Linked DNA regions of Mus musculus: region 2 is linked to region 1. The links are chromatin contacts, called in public promoter capture Hi-C maps. All regions are on one chromosome and are shown on one strand. The core of a region is the stretch at or near the end of the contact, and the rest is flanking DNA. Distances in the headings are between cores, read along the strand shown. Region 1 holds the start of Clstn2 (calsyntenin 2). Region 2 holds the start of 4930579K19Rik (RIKEN cDNA 4930579K19 gene).

Region 1 (6,598 bases), core at 2,812-5,311:
AGAGACGGTGTTGGGGAAACATTTGCAATTCTAGTTTTTTGAGCAAGTTTTCCACCTGTTTTAGTTAGCGTTTCTATTCCTGCAACAAAACACCATAACAACAACAACAACAACAACAACAACAACAATAACAGCAGCAACAGGGTTTATGAGGATTACACATCACCAAAGGAAGTCAGAACAGGAACTCAAGTAAGGCAGGAACCTGGAGACAGGAACTGATACAGAGCCCATGGAGGGGCTGCTTACTGGTTTGCTTCCCCTAGCTTGCCCAGCCTGCTTTATTACAGAATCCAGGACTCCAGCTCAGGGATAGTACCACATGGGCTGGGCCCTCCCCTTTGATCCCTAATTGAGAAAATGCCTTAAATCCCATGGAGGTATTTCCTCAATGGTGAGTCCTTCCTCTCTGATGACTCTGGCTTGCATCAACTTGACACAATACCTAAGCCAGTACACCACCCTTTTCTTCAACCTTAAGTACTTTCAGTTGAATTAAACGTGGGTCATGTAGAAAATTTCCATTTAATTTTCTTTTAAAAAAATAAGTTTCCATAGGTAGGTGTAATTTCTTTATTTTCTTCATTTATTCAGCTTAAGTTATTCAGGGGCTATGTTTTGGGGCTTAATTGGACAAAACATTAATGACCCTAGTGTTTATGTGAGAGCTGTTCCTGTGAGATTCTATTTTCTGGAGCAGGGGATATACTTATTTGTTAAAACTATTGACCCAGATGAGTTGCTGGAGATTTGTTACTGCCTTGCAGGTGGGGCCCTGGATTAGAGGTTTATAGTAGCCAAGGCCTTTAGCTCCTGAAATTCTGAGTGAGGCCTTTAAACAAAAAAGAGCAAGTCAAGGACAAAGAGTGTGCCCCAACAAACCCAGAGCTGTGAATCACCACTTTGGTAATAATTGGTTACTTAAATGGTCATTACTCAGAGGTGATGAAGGATAGCGATTTAAAAAAAGTCAAACCCTAAAGCTACCTTTTCTGATCTGATCCAATTTTTTCATTGTTTATATTTCCCCTGTGCCTCTCCCCGAATCCATCACATATGGGGAAAAGATAGAATGTGGAATTGGGCAGATGTGAATTGATATTCTGCTCAATTATGTGAATGTTGATGTGTTATTCAAACTTTGGGAGGTAGAAATCCGATCACAATAAAGTAGAAAATAGCTACTGCTGTTGCAAGAATTAAAGAAGCCAGGAAATATACCACCCCCATTACCCAGTCCAACATGAGGGAATAGGGTCCATTGGTTGCTGGGCTGCTTGATACAATCCTTGTATCTGGAGTGTACCAGCCGACATGTACTGAATAGTGGTGCACGATATGTACAGAGAGCATGCCTAGAAGTTCTTGTGGTCTGAGTATTTTTAAGATACATTTACTCTAACCCATTTGGTCTTTCCCCTACCCAAGCAAGCCAAATCATGGTTCAACGGGCATTCCATGGCCTTAAAGTAGGTAAAGATGGGGACATTTTTGCATTTATTAAGCATTGACCACGCACAGCATATTGAGTGCCTCATATTCATTTTTCACTTCTTGTAATGACCTTAATGCAGTGGATATAGTATTGCCTAATCAATTACTCCCAAACACAGTGACTTAATGGAACAACCATTTATATTTTTTTAATTGTCAGCTGGACAGTTCTGATGTGTGCCCAGCTTGGCTGATCCTGCCTGAGCTTGTTCATGTGTCTGTGGTCAACGTGTGGGTTATTTGTGCTGATCAGGTTAAAGTAGCATTAGCTGTCTGGAACATCTCAGGGATGTCGTATCAGCGTACACCAATGTCTCTGACTCTCCTGCAGGTTTAGCCTGAGTTTCTTCTTATGACAGGCAGGTGTCCAAGAAAGAAAAAAAAAATCAAGAATGCTACTGTCCAGGGGTAGAGCAAACCACACAGCCAATCTAAAAGCCGGAGTGGGAGAGCGCCATCCAAGGGAACAGCTCCAGAGAACCATGACTAAACAGAGGCTACTGCAGAGCTTAATCTAGCAGACACTCTCATCCTCCTTCACAAGAAGCGAAGGATGAGAGACGTGCTGCACCTGTTGGTAAGCGCCCTTTCCCTACTGTGTTTCTCTGTGATGTTCTTTCCTGGCCATTTCTTTCTTGGGGATGTTTTATAATTCTCTGTTCTGCTTCTTTTCATTCTCTGTTCTGCTTCTCATTATTTGGTCTGAATTTGAAACTTCATGTCAAATACTTGGGACCAGATGACTTTAACAACAGTTAGCTTAAGGACCTCCAGGGATGATGTTCAGTCAGTAAGGAGGTTCTTGTCTGAGTAAACAAGGGGGGTAAATATCAGCCAAATGGGATGGAGCACAAAGGATAAAAAAATGGGTCGATTTTACATTTCTCTCATTCACTGGCTTCTCTGACTTTGCATGGTCAGCATCTACCTCCTTCTGGATTATAACTTTAAAATCTGAGAAGGGTGAGAGGTCTCTTGATGTTGGCTTGGAACTTGGTAGCTCTTTACCTTGGGTAAAGGAGTGACCTTACTCCAGAAACAAGAACAATAGCACAGGTGTTGCTTCATGGACTAAAGGGGACCTGCTGGCCAAAGAGCTGAGTCCCCTGCAGCCACCAGGATTTGCAGCTGTTGAGCACCTCTTGAGGTCTCAAATGTTGAAGTTTGTTTTTAACACCACAGTCTCCCAGTGTGCTGCCAGGACCACACAGGGAGGCTGGGCAGCAGAAGGCTCTTAATGTATTTTATGGCTTGGTTGAGTACTCCGAACTACACTTATTAATTATGAGATGCTGTTCAGTCAGTGTTGCAATATACACATTTGGCTAATTGATTTGTACAGGCTCATATCGAGCAACATAAAGAATGTGCAGGACCATAAAGCGGGGGACTTTAACTGCTTTCATCCCCTTTGGCTTCTCCAAGAGGGACAAAGACCTTGTGTCCTTCATTGCCTAACGGGGCATCCACAATCATTTAGTGCTCAGGAAATGTCTTGAACGGGATGATGAATGAAAGGATAATTTTGTTTGTTTCTGTGTTTTTTGTTTTTTTTTTGTTTTTTGGTTTTTTTTTTTTTTTTTTTTGCCTCATTTCTCAACTGCACATGACCCTTGGATCGTGAGAAAATAGTACATCTATGGAAATATAGTGATTTCTTCCGAGCGGTTAGTTGATTTTACTGGGAACCTTCTTGATCCTTTGGCAGCCTGATGGTGGTTGGGGGTGTATTGTGGTGGAGAACTATATGAACCCCACCTCCAGAGACAGTGTTCCTTGGCTTGAGATTTTAGAAGGCATGATACCAAATGGCATACTCTTACCTAGGTAGTGACAATGTAAAGGTGGCAACTTCTGAGGGAGAAGTTTGAATGTGCTTCCCACTGAAGACTGACAGTTGCCTTTTCTGACTTTAGCTAGTCCTTTTGACTCTAGCAGTGGCTGTGCCTGCTTCACTGAGATGGCACAGAGCCCGGGCATTGCTACGCAGGTCCTAAGTGATCTCTGCCCTACAACTCCTAGAGGCAGTGGCCTTTTGCAGCTCTAGTGAGCGCCTGGCGCCCTCCCCAGACCAGGCGGCATAGAGCGTCCATCCCTAGACCATATCCAAGGGCAGGGTCCACAGAGACAGCATCCTGGCCCCTCCGCAGGGATGTCGGTTCAAAGGGCGCATCACAGTAGGGTCGCCTGCATCTTTACAGAAGGTCCTCGGGCGATCACTTGGTTGTGGCGCTCGCAGTGCCTCGGGGCTGCAGTTTGGAGAGCCGCAGGGGGGGACGCCAGGCCCTAAGGCTCCCCTGGAGCCTCCCGCATGGGTTCCACCCGCCGGAACCGGCGCCTGACCGAGTCGGATCACGCGAGCGAGCGGCATAGGGGATGGCTGTGGAAAGTTGGGGGCCGGAGCTGCGAGGCGGGGGAGCGCGCAACCCCGCGCCGATGTCCGCGTCTCATGAATATGCACGAGCCACCTCCCTCCCTCCGTGACGTCACGGGCCGTCCCGGGGTGAGCGCTGGAGCCGCTCCGGGTCCGCGCCAGTGAGTGCTGCTGTTGCGGGAGAGCGAGCGACGCGGCGAAGGGCAGCGGAGGCGGTGAGTGAGGGCGGCGGCGGCGGCTCCAGAAGCGCACCCGGCAGCTCCAGGGAGGCGGCGCGGCAGGCACCGGCGGACACCAGCGGACGCCAGCGGACACCGGCAGGCGAGGCCGGCGCGAGCGGTAGGAGGCGGCGGCTGCAGCTCGGTGGCGGCTCAGGCGGCGAGGATGCTGCCGGGGAGGCTGTGCTTGGTGCCGCTCCTGCTGGCGCTGGGCGTAGGGAGCGGCGGCGGCAGTGGAGACGGCGGAGACAGCCGGCGGCGCCGCCTCCTCGTGGCGAAAGGTGGGTGCTGGGGAAGTTTGTTCCTCTTCTGGAAGGAAGCAGGGCGGGCTCGAGGGTGCAGACCCTGGACTTACTCGTCTAACACCCGCCCTTTCTTGTGGCAGCTTCGGCTTCTGCGCGCACCGTCCTCGAAGTGTGCGCCCTAAACTGTGGACCCAAGAGGTTCTCCAGCCCAACCTCTGGGCGGGGTCCAGGCGCCAAGGAGAAGGGGAGGTCTATGGAGTATAGAGAACTTTGGGGGCCCTGTGTGCTGGGGTGGGAGCATCGCGGGGCTTGGCTCAGGGATGCTTTGAGCAAGGCAGGACATGGGCGCTGTAGCGGGGGCTGGGGAGTGGGTGAAGCAGGTGTCTGTCTGCTTCTGCTTTGGGGGCAAGAACCAGGGGCGTCTTCAAAGCAGCGAGACGAGCTGGACTGGCACTCCAGCTTGAGGATGGCGTGGGAACTTGTAGGCTCCTGAAAGCCTTGCCCGCACCCAGGCGCTCCTCCTGCTCCTCCGCAGCGCGGGCTCTGGCTCCCCTGGGAACTCACGCCCTCAAGATGGGCAGAGTCCGGAAGAAGCGCGGGATGTGATGGTTGCTACTGCGGCTCACACTCTGCTTTTCTTCGGAGGACCGAGCCTCCGAGCCTAGAGCTCCTCTCTGGTCTTTATAGTTGATCTTGACCTCTCTAATCCTCTAAGATTCTCCTGAACGCTGGCGTTATCAGGGGAACCTGAAGCCCGCAAGCCCCAGACTTTGACAGCTGTCTGGGAGCGCTGGGAGAAGCGCAGGTTGGGGAGCCTGCATCTGGAGGGCGGGTCTGGAACAGAAGGTCACGCGGTAGCCAAAAGCTGGGAAGCATCGCAGGAGCCCAATTGGGGTGGATGATGGTGGGCTCAGGGAGACTGTAGCAGATTGCAGGATGGAGCGTTTGGCTTAAGTGGTAACTTGTTGATTCTCTGCACTGTTGACGAGGAGGGCGTGCTTTTGATTTCTGCCAGGTGAACGGGTGACATATGGTCCTTGGAATTCTGTCTGGCGATATTTTGAAAACAGAGTTTTTGTCCTTGTTGGAAAAAGATTCCCAAGTAGAGACAGCTTGATTTAGAGGTTTGTTGGCTGAGCTGGTATGAAAAGCACAGCAGCCTGGATCTCTCCGGAGACAGGGCAATTGGGGAAGCAGGCCATTCCATTTGCCTTGTCTGGACTTTGAGAGCGGCCTCTCCTGACATTTGCAAGTGATAAATTTGGGAAAAGAGGTGCTCCTATTCTTTTTAATCTATTGATTTCTGGTGACATAAAATGGAAAAGATTTTATGCACAGGTGTCTTTCTAACACGTACCTCTCCTCTTCCTCAAGGAGTTTCTTTTTCCCTTTCTTTCTTTCTTCCTTTCTTTCTTTCTTTCTTTCTTCCTTTTTTCTTTCTTTCTTTTTTTCTTTTTTTGAGAAGACAGAAAAATTCATCATGAAAATGTCTTTTTAAAAGTGGTATGGTAAAAGGTTGTCTGTATGAAGGGACCAATGTACTATGCTGTTGCTGTTGTTCTGGTGAAAATAAGGATAGAAACCGAGCGTCCGAACAGTCTGTTCTTCCAGTACGGACACTTTGACAGGTAGGCAGATTTCATCCTTTCAGGGGAGCTCACGGTGAGTAAGGATTAGAGAAGGAGTAATTTGGGAAGAGAGCCCCTCCTGTAACACCTTGCTGAGTTTGCCAAGAATGGGAAATGAGAGGAGAGGGAGAGAACAAAAAGCCACAACAAATGCAGGCTTCCACAGGTCTAGATTATGTAAATAATTGTATATAAAATAATTTAAATCCGTAATTTTCTTCCCTTAGAATATATCCATTTCACATTTAAAGCTATTTGTCATTCTACTCTAAAAGTTTTATTGGCCTTGAGAATAGGAGCTACTCTGGATTCTCCTTGTCTTTCCCCTTCAAGCCACAAGGGGGCTGCAAAGAGCACCATTTATTTATTTATTTATTTATTTATTTAATTTATTTATTTCGAAACAAGGACTATTTGGTCACAACAGACACATTTATTATAACAGTTTATTTAACATTTACAGGTCAGACTTTCTTTATTTCAGTGCACTTGAAGTTTACATTTCTAAATTGTACAACCCCTGAGGACTATTTGGGAGGAACAATAAAACTGAGTTTTGCACGTAACACACACTGCCTCTGATAGCGCTGTTTTGTAAGGCTTCTATCATTTCTATTCCCATCGTTAAAAAGGAGAAGA
Region 2 (6,598 bases), core at 3,062-5,561, 530 kb before region 1:
AAGAGGCTTATAAACATTGTTTTAACTTTCCTAAATTGTGAATGGTATCAATTCTACAGCACCTTTGTTAATCACATTAAAACTTAAAAAATGGGGTATTTTTTAAGTTTGTATTTACAGAGGTGGTTTTCCAATTTTACTTATCCTGACCTCTTTCTTTACACTCTTAAAATTTATGAGAGTTTCAAATGATAATGTTTTATATTTATGTCAATTTTTTTCAATTTCATTTTTTAGAGGACTTATATCTGGCTTTGTCTCCAGTATGTTGTAGTATACGGTTCTGGTTGAGGCATAACAAAAGCAACCACCATCTGGTCTCAAACACATAACACATACAGTTAGGAAGAGGAATATATAAGCCATTTTTGGACGTTCTGCTTTGATGCTGCCTGAGAATCGGAGGCTCCTTAAAGAGCACTTGTACTGTGGGATGTGAAGCCTAGAAGTAGCTATTTACACTTGGCTAAATTAAAATCCACGAGTCTATCCTACACTCTGCAGAGTCTTAGCTCCTGCTTGGTTTTTGTAACAGAATACATTGATCATTTGGGACAGGATGGTTCACTGAGTTACACAGATCCACACAAATAACAAATTTTATTACCCTTAGTCAAAAGTCACATTTATTAATACCACTTCCTACTTTAACTGACAAGTCTTTGAATATCAGAAATACATGAAATTCAGTTTCAAAAATTCAAATTTACATTTGAAGGCTAGAATTCTATCATCAGTAACAAACATGGTCAGGGACCAGCTAATGTCTTTCAGTTATCAAGCTATGTCTGCTAAATACATTTGAATAAGTAGTTCTGAGCCATCATTTCAAGTAAAGCTTGCATGAAACTTTATCTATATTAAAGTGCCTTTTCCATCAGCCACATGTTACTTTACAAGTATTTTACACATCCTCATTTGTAATACTAATACAGAATCTTTAGAAGATGCCTCCTGAGGTGTTGAGATTGACAGCATTAATAACATTTTACTGTTTCACCCATGGCACTCTCACTGAAAACCTTGCTTCTTACAAATAAGTGTCTGACAATCAGAACATGTTATCAGGTCGGATGTGGTGGTGAACTCCTGTAATCTCAGCACTGTGGCCTCTAAAAAAGAGGACTGTGAGTTCAAAGTCAGCGTGAGCTCCAAGGCAAGTGTGTCTCAACAAGAAGGTGTCACCAGCACATTCTGCCATTAGTGCACCAACATGGTCACCTTTCACCAGTGCAAATATAAACCTAGCGGGAAGGGCAACACATCTTACTGTTGGTAAAACTTCTCATCTGTTGACTTCCTCAAACAGTAAGAGACCTCCAAGGAACTTCAGAAGACACTTCTGAAACCCCCAGTTTATAGATAGGTAAATAAATTTAGAACATCAGCTAAATCACAATTTCATGTCCATGCATTAGTGTTGTAGCAGACAATGTTGTGAAGGTATATCATTTATGAAGCTGTAGTAATCCTAGACCATAACATTAAATGAGCTCTTTAAAAATAATCAGATGGGGAGGGCATTTAAACTGTAGGCAAGTAATGTCTGATCAAAAAGGGTTTACTCCTGTTCATAAAGGCCTTTTGAATTTACAGATACATACTGAAAAACAGAACAATTTTAAACAAATTTAAGCCATAAAATAGTAACAGTTTAAAACTGTCCTTCTCCAGTCAGACCACAGCTATGAACAGTTCTGAACCACAGAACAGAAAATGATTTGAGCAAGCGACTGTGTTCCGTCTCTCCCAGGGAAGCCATTCCAGAAGAAAAGTTAGTTCATTCCACAGTGAAGTCCTGGAACACTCTCTCTTCTTCCACTCTTTCTTGTAGGCTCGTTTAAAATGCACTTCCCCTTCCATAAGCCTAGCGCACAACCTGGACCTTACTGCCAGGATGAGTTACTGTGCTGGTGCCTCTGTGCTGTTCCCTAACAGTCATGAATTCAACAGAAAGCGAAGGTTTGCTTCTCAGCACAAAACTGAGGACCCGGCAGAGGGAATGCCCTGAAACAGACACCTAACAAGGCTCTCAGTCTCCTCTCTCTGTGTGTCTGTTTGACACATGTACTTCTAACTGTTCTTCATTGTTTGCTCTTCACTTCCAAAACCAGCTTTAGGCCCGTGCTCTAACTAGTCAGTTCTCGTGAGAACACCTCCACTGTCATGCAGCCCTGCCCATCTCTAACATACTCAAGCCACCATCTTTAAATCACAAGCTAATCTCAGGGGAGCAAACCTTTTCGATGATTTCTAAATGTTTGCCCCACTAATTACTGTCACAAAATTTAACTTCTCCCTCTCATCTTTGAGTCAACAACAAGCAGGAAGTATGTTATGCCAGGAGCCATAGTGGGATCTTCAACATAACATAAGCCCCCACATCCAAGTAAGTATGTGTAAGTGTGTGGTGTGTGTATGTGTGTGTAAAATAGGATTGTTAGGATAATCCTAACAAGGTTTTCAAATTGATTTTTCAAAATGGCTAGGGATCTCTGAACTACCTAGTATATAGCTGCACATACCCCAAAGTAAAGACACCCATTTTAAAATGTGCATTACTGCAGGCAAGCGCTCCTGGAGTCATACTTACCATCCCAGTCATGAGTGTTTTAAAGATATCATACCAGGTCTTAGACGATTAAACTACTCACACTGCATCCTCAACTCCAGACTTAGTTTAAATGCCACTGCCACCATTATGCCCTTTCTGATTAGCCTAGCCAGAGGATTCTTCCCCATCCACGTACACAGCTCTTCTTGCTTGTGGAGTGGTTTATTTCTGAAGGGCAGGCTCAGTGCTTATCCAGCTCCTTCTCTCCACACCATATGTATTTGGGAATACGGGAGGAACAGGTAGTATAGATGAGGTCCACAGTCTTGCTAGAAGCCTCAGCTGCAGCGCTCATGTCAGACACATGGTAGTAAGTTTAATTAACACCCAAGGTTTGACTTGTATAACAGGGATAATAATAATATCTCTCTTAGCATTCTGAGAATTAAAATCAGAGTTCAGTTAGAGCAGAGCACGGCTTATAGTAACCACCATAAACATTACTCATAATTATCCACAGGCTGCGGTGACAATCAGCTGGTAAATGTTTAGCAAAATGCAGGACAGTGAAATGCTCCTATGGTGAGTGAGCAAATAAATAAAGTCATGTTTTGTACTTTTTACTCGAGACTTAAAATACAGCCATCTTTTAGTATCTCTGCACATGGTTCCAGTATCCTCCACCAAATCAAAACGCTCACGTTCAGTTATTTAAGTGCTTATAATTTACCCATCACTCCTGGTCATCTCTAGATTAGTTAGAACACCGATACAGGGGTCAAAGTTGTAAAGAGTCGTTGTATACTATGACAGCACATGTTCACACAACAGTTTTCCTCAAATGTCTTCCACCGAAAGCTGGTTCAATGTGTGGGTATGGAACTCACAAACATTGAAGAAGGAAAGTCAATTTTTAATTGACTATTAAAAATATGTCTCAAAACTAAGTTAGGCAGATCTCAGGGCCTTCCCCAAAAAGGTCATCCTCTGTGTGCACAGAAGGCCCAATCAACATCAACTAGAAAACGACGAGCTGGGCTGCCATAGCATTTGAAATTTCACCTCTGGCTCCATATACATTTAACTTTGTTTAGTTCTGGTTTTCCTCTGCTTAAGTTTGCAATGTGGTGCCTGCACACTACCAAACACCTCACGCAACCTGGAAGGTGGGTTAGCAAGCACCACCCTCAATGACAGAATAAAGTGACTTGGTCAAAGTTGCCTTTGGCATCCGAGTCCTGACTCTAGCATTTACTTGCACTACCGGACCCGGTGCAGACTGCAAGGGCACTGACAGGCGCCCTGACCGCCCTGAGAGTCGGGGGCGCCGCTCCTTCGCGGGTACCCAGTTACACTACTGTGTCACCACGGCAGCCTCCCGGTCTGGCCTTCTTCCTCCCAGGACGCCAACGGGACAGGAGGACCCCGTCAGGCCGCAGCAGTAGCAGCGCAGACCGCTTCTAGCTACTGCTCCTAGCCAAGAAGCCCCGGGAACCCGCCGCAGCCGGTGGGCTCCACTCTCTGTCCCCTGAGGCCCGACTTACCATGGCTCCGACTGTCCGAGCGAGCCCCTGCCCGTCACAGGCTCAAGGCGACACACTCAGGAACCCACCGACCCGTGGACCGGCCAACCCACTGACGTGGAACTTCCGGGAAGCGACTCTCGCGGTACTCGGAGCCAGGCTCTGCGCCTGCGCACACCCTCCGTAAGGCGGTCCGTGCATGGTCCCGCCCCAGTTTCCTAGGTAACGCGGACTTCCGCGTCTCCCGCTGCTGAGCTGGCTGATGGAGTGTATTGCTGTGGCCAGAGTTGGGCGGTGACTAGCGGCGGTCTGGGCTGCTCACCTTCGGTCAGTTTCAGAAAGGCAAGAAGATGGAGCGCAGTGCTGGATTCCTGCTGAACGTCGGCAGCAGTGGAGGGGCCCGGAAGCGCTATCCGAACAGCGTGAGCCTCTGGCAGAGAAAAGAAAGCTCTAAAACTGTGTACTCCAGCGGGCTCCGGAACGGGGCCCAGAGCGGTGTCTGGGTCTTGGGTGAAACCGACCGAGGCGGAAAAGATGTGGGCGCGGCTCCCGCCTTTGAGGCTCCGAGGAGCCCTGAGATCTTGGTTCTGGAGGCTCCCGGAGGCAGTCGGGTGATTACCCTTCAAAGAGCATCCACCGGGTCGTTTGTTTGGCTATGTACCTTCAGTTGGTGGTACTGCCACATCACGTAGGAGTCGTCTCCGTTTTATTGATTGGAAATGTAAGACTCAAAGAACTCAGGTTTACTGGCCAAGATGGCATAGTAAGTAGTGTTGTTAAGATCTGGGCTCAGGGGAGAATACGCCCTGGAAGCCCAGTGCTCTATCTGCTATGCCAAAATAGCTCTTTAATAAATTAGTTGAATTTCAAAAAAATGATTGCCAGGAAAAGTGCAAATACATTGTGTATCGATTTCACACACCTTTTAAAAAGATAATGCTATGAAACAAATGGAAGTTGCCCTTAGCTCCTTATAAACCTCTAGTTGGAGAAAAGCCTAGGTTTCCAGAAAGGAATTGTATAGCCTGAGAGAAGTAAGGGTGAGTTTTCATTAGGTAGTGCCTGGCTCTTGGGAGATTTATAGGCCTCAGTTTTTCATATACAAAAAGTCAGATAGTTTTCAAAGATCCATTTTTACTATTCTGTCAGTAAAAACAAATTTTCTCTCAGTAATGAGATTTTTACATAATTGACATGAATAATCACATAATCGCATACTGTAGCGCAACCAATTGCAAGAATTAGTTGAAACTTTTTAAAATGTGAACTATATCTAGTGTGGAGAATAGCTGGGCTTCTATTATTTTTGATTCCTTAATTCTCTTTGCATTTTTAATTTGACACAGTATCAATAAATATAAAATAAAATAACATCTCCATTCCACAGAACCTGTTGATAATACTTAAATCTATATAACACCTGTAGTTTACCTGCTGGAGAGTTAAGCCCCCACCTGCCGTGCTCATTTTGTGTCTCCATCTTTTGCTGCTGCAGGTCAGCAACATCAAGTTCTGCAATAGTGACTATGATCAGCTCTTAGCCAGGCCATAGCGTACCCATGTAACCACAAACCTTGAAGATCTGCGAGTTCAATACCAGTTTCTGCAAGACTCTCTCTCTCTCTTTTAATCTTTTAAAACTTATGTACTGAATTTCGGCTATATGAAAAGTTATGCTAGGTACTATCTTAAGAGAATACCTCTAAAACTCTGGACTTGGGTTTTAATTGTAAGAAATTTCAAGAAAATAATCAAATACATAAACACACACACACATAACTCTTAAGTGTTCAATTGTGGGCTTAAAACAAAATCTCTTGTTTACTCTGGCTTAGAGGCATGTGGAAGGTTGGGAAAATAGCTCTGGGGAAGAAAAGAACTATGGTCAAGCTTAGCAAATTGGTAGAGGGTTTCCCAAGGGGTTGATTGCTATTGATAACAAGCTTAAAGTCTTAGCTGGTCAATCTCTAGGACGGCTGCTTCATCCCAAGTGGGCATCCCTTCCAGCATCGATTTAGCAGTACCGTGTGTACACCCCAGCCCCACCCCCATCTGTTCTAGTTTGACTTCAGTGGCTGTGATAAAACACTGAGCAAAACCAGCCTGGGAGGAAAGGCTTTCTTTTACCCTAGAAGATGCAGTCGGTAACTGAGGAAAGCTAAGGCAGGAGCTGCAGACAGGACCAGGCTTGAACCTGGGAGGGAAGAGTAGGAGCAGAGTCCACAGAGAAGTGCTGCTTTCTGGCTTGTTCTCCATGGTTTGCTGGGTTCCCAGGGTGGCACAGCCAACAGTGGGCTGGGCCCACACATGTCAATCATTAAGAAAAGACACCCAGACTTGCCTCCAGGCCAGTCTGATAGAGGGATTGTCTCCACTGAGATTCCCAGATGACTTGAACTTGTGACAAGTTAACAAAAAGTTAACTAGTCCACATCATATTTCCACTTCCTTCTAAGAGGCTGCGACAATGAAAATTCTTCAAGGAAACGATGTTTTGTTTGTTTTTGTTGTTGTTGAATAC

The links. Promoter capture Hi-C pulls out the DNA fragments that hold promoters and counts their contacts.
Region 2: a contact with region 1 is called in a promoter capture Hi-C map of hippocampal neurons, with 7 times the contacts expected there. The contact joins the promoter of 4930579K19Rik here to the promoter of Clstn2 in region 1. A contact is called at or near these places in 1 of 39 promoter capture datasets (hippocampal neurons), 1 of 484 Hi-C or Micro-C datasets (embryonic stem cells) and 5 of 115 datasets of contacts at active chromatin or transcription factors (astrocytes, embryonic basal ganglia, embryonic forebrain and 2 more).

The regions. Positions count from the first base shown.
Region 1 is chr9:98,030,630-98,037,227 of GRCm38.p6, reverse strand. Clstn2 (calsyntenin 2) reads left to right here and starts at 4,061. Exons shown (of 18, transcript NM_022319.2): 1 at 4,061-4,367. The coding sequence starts at 4,253.
Region 2 is chr9:98,561,324-98,567,921 of GRCm38.p6, reverse strand. 4930579K19Rik (RIKEN cDNA 4930579K19 gene) reads left to right here and starts at 4,311. Exons shown (of 1, transcript NR_029444.1): 1 at 4,311-5,462. Copb2 (coatomer protein complex, subunit beta 2 (beta prime)) reads right to left here and starts at 4,191. Exons shown (of 22, transcript NM_015827.2): 1 at 4,099-4,191. The coding sequence starts at 4,101.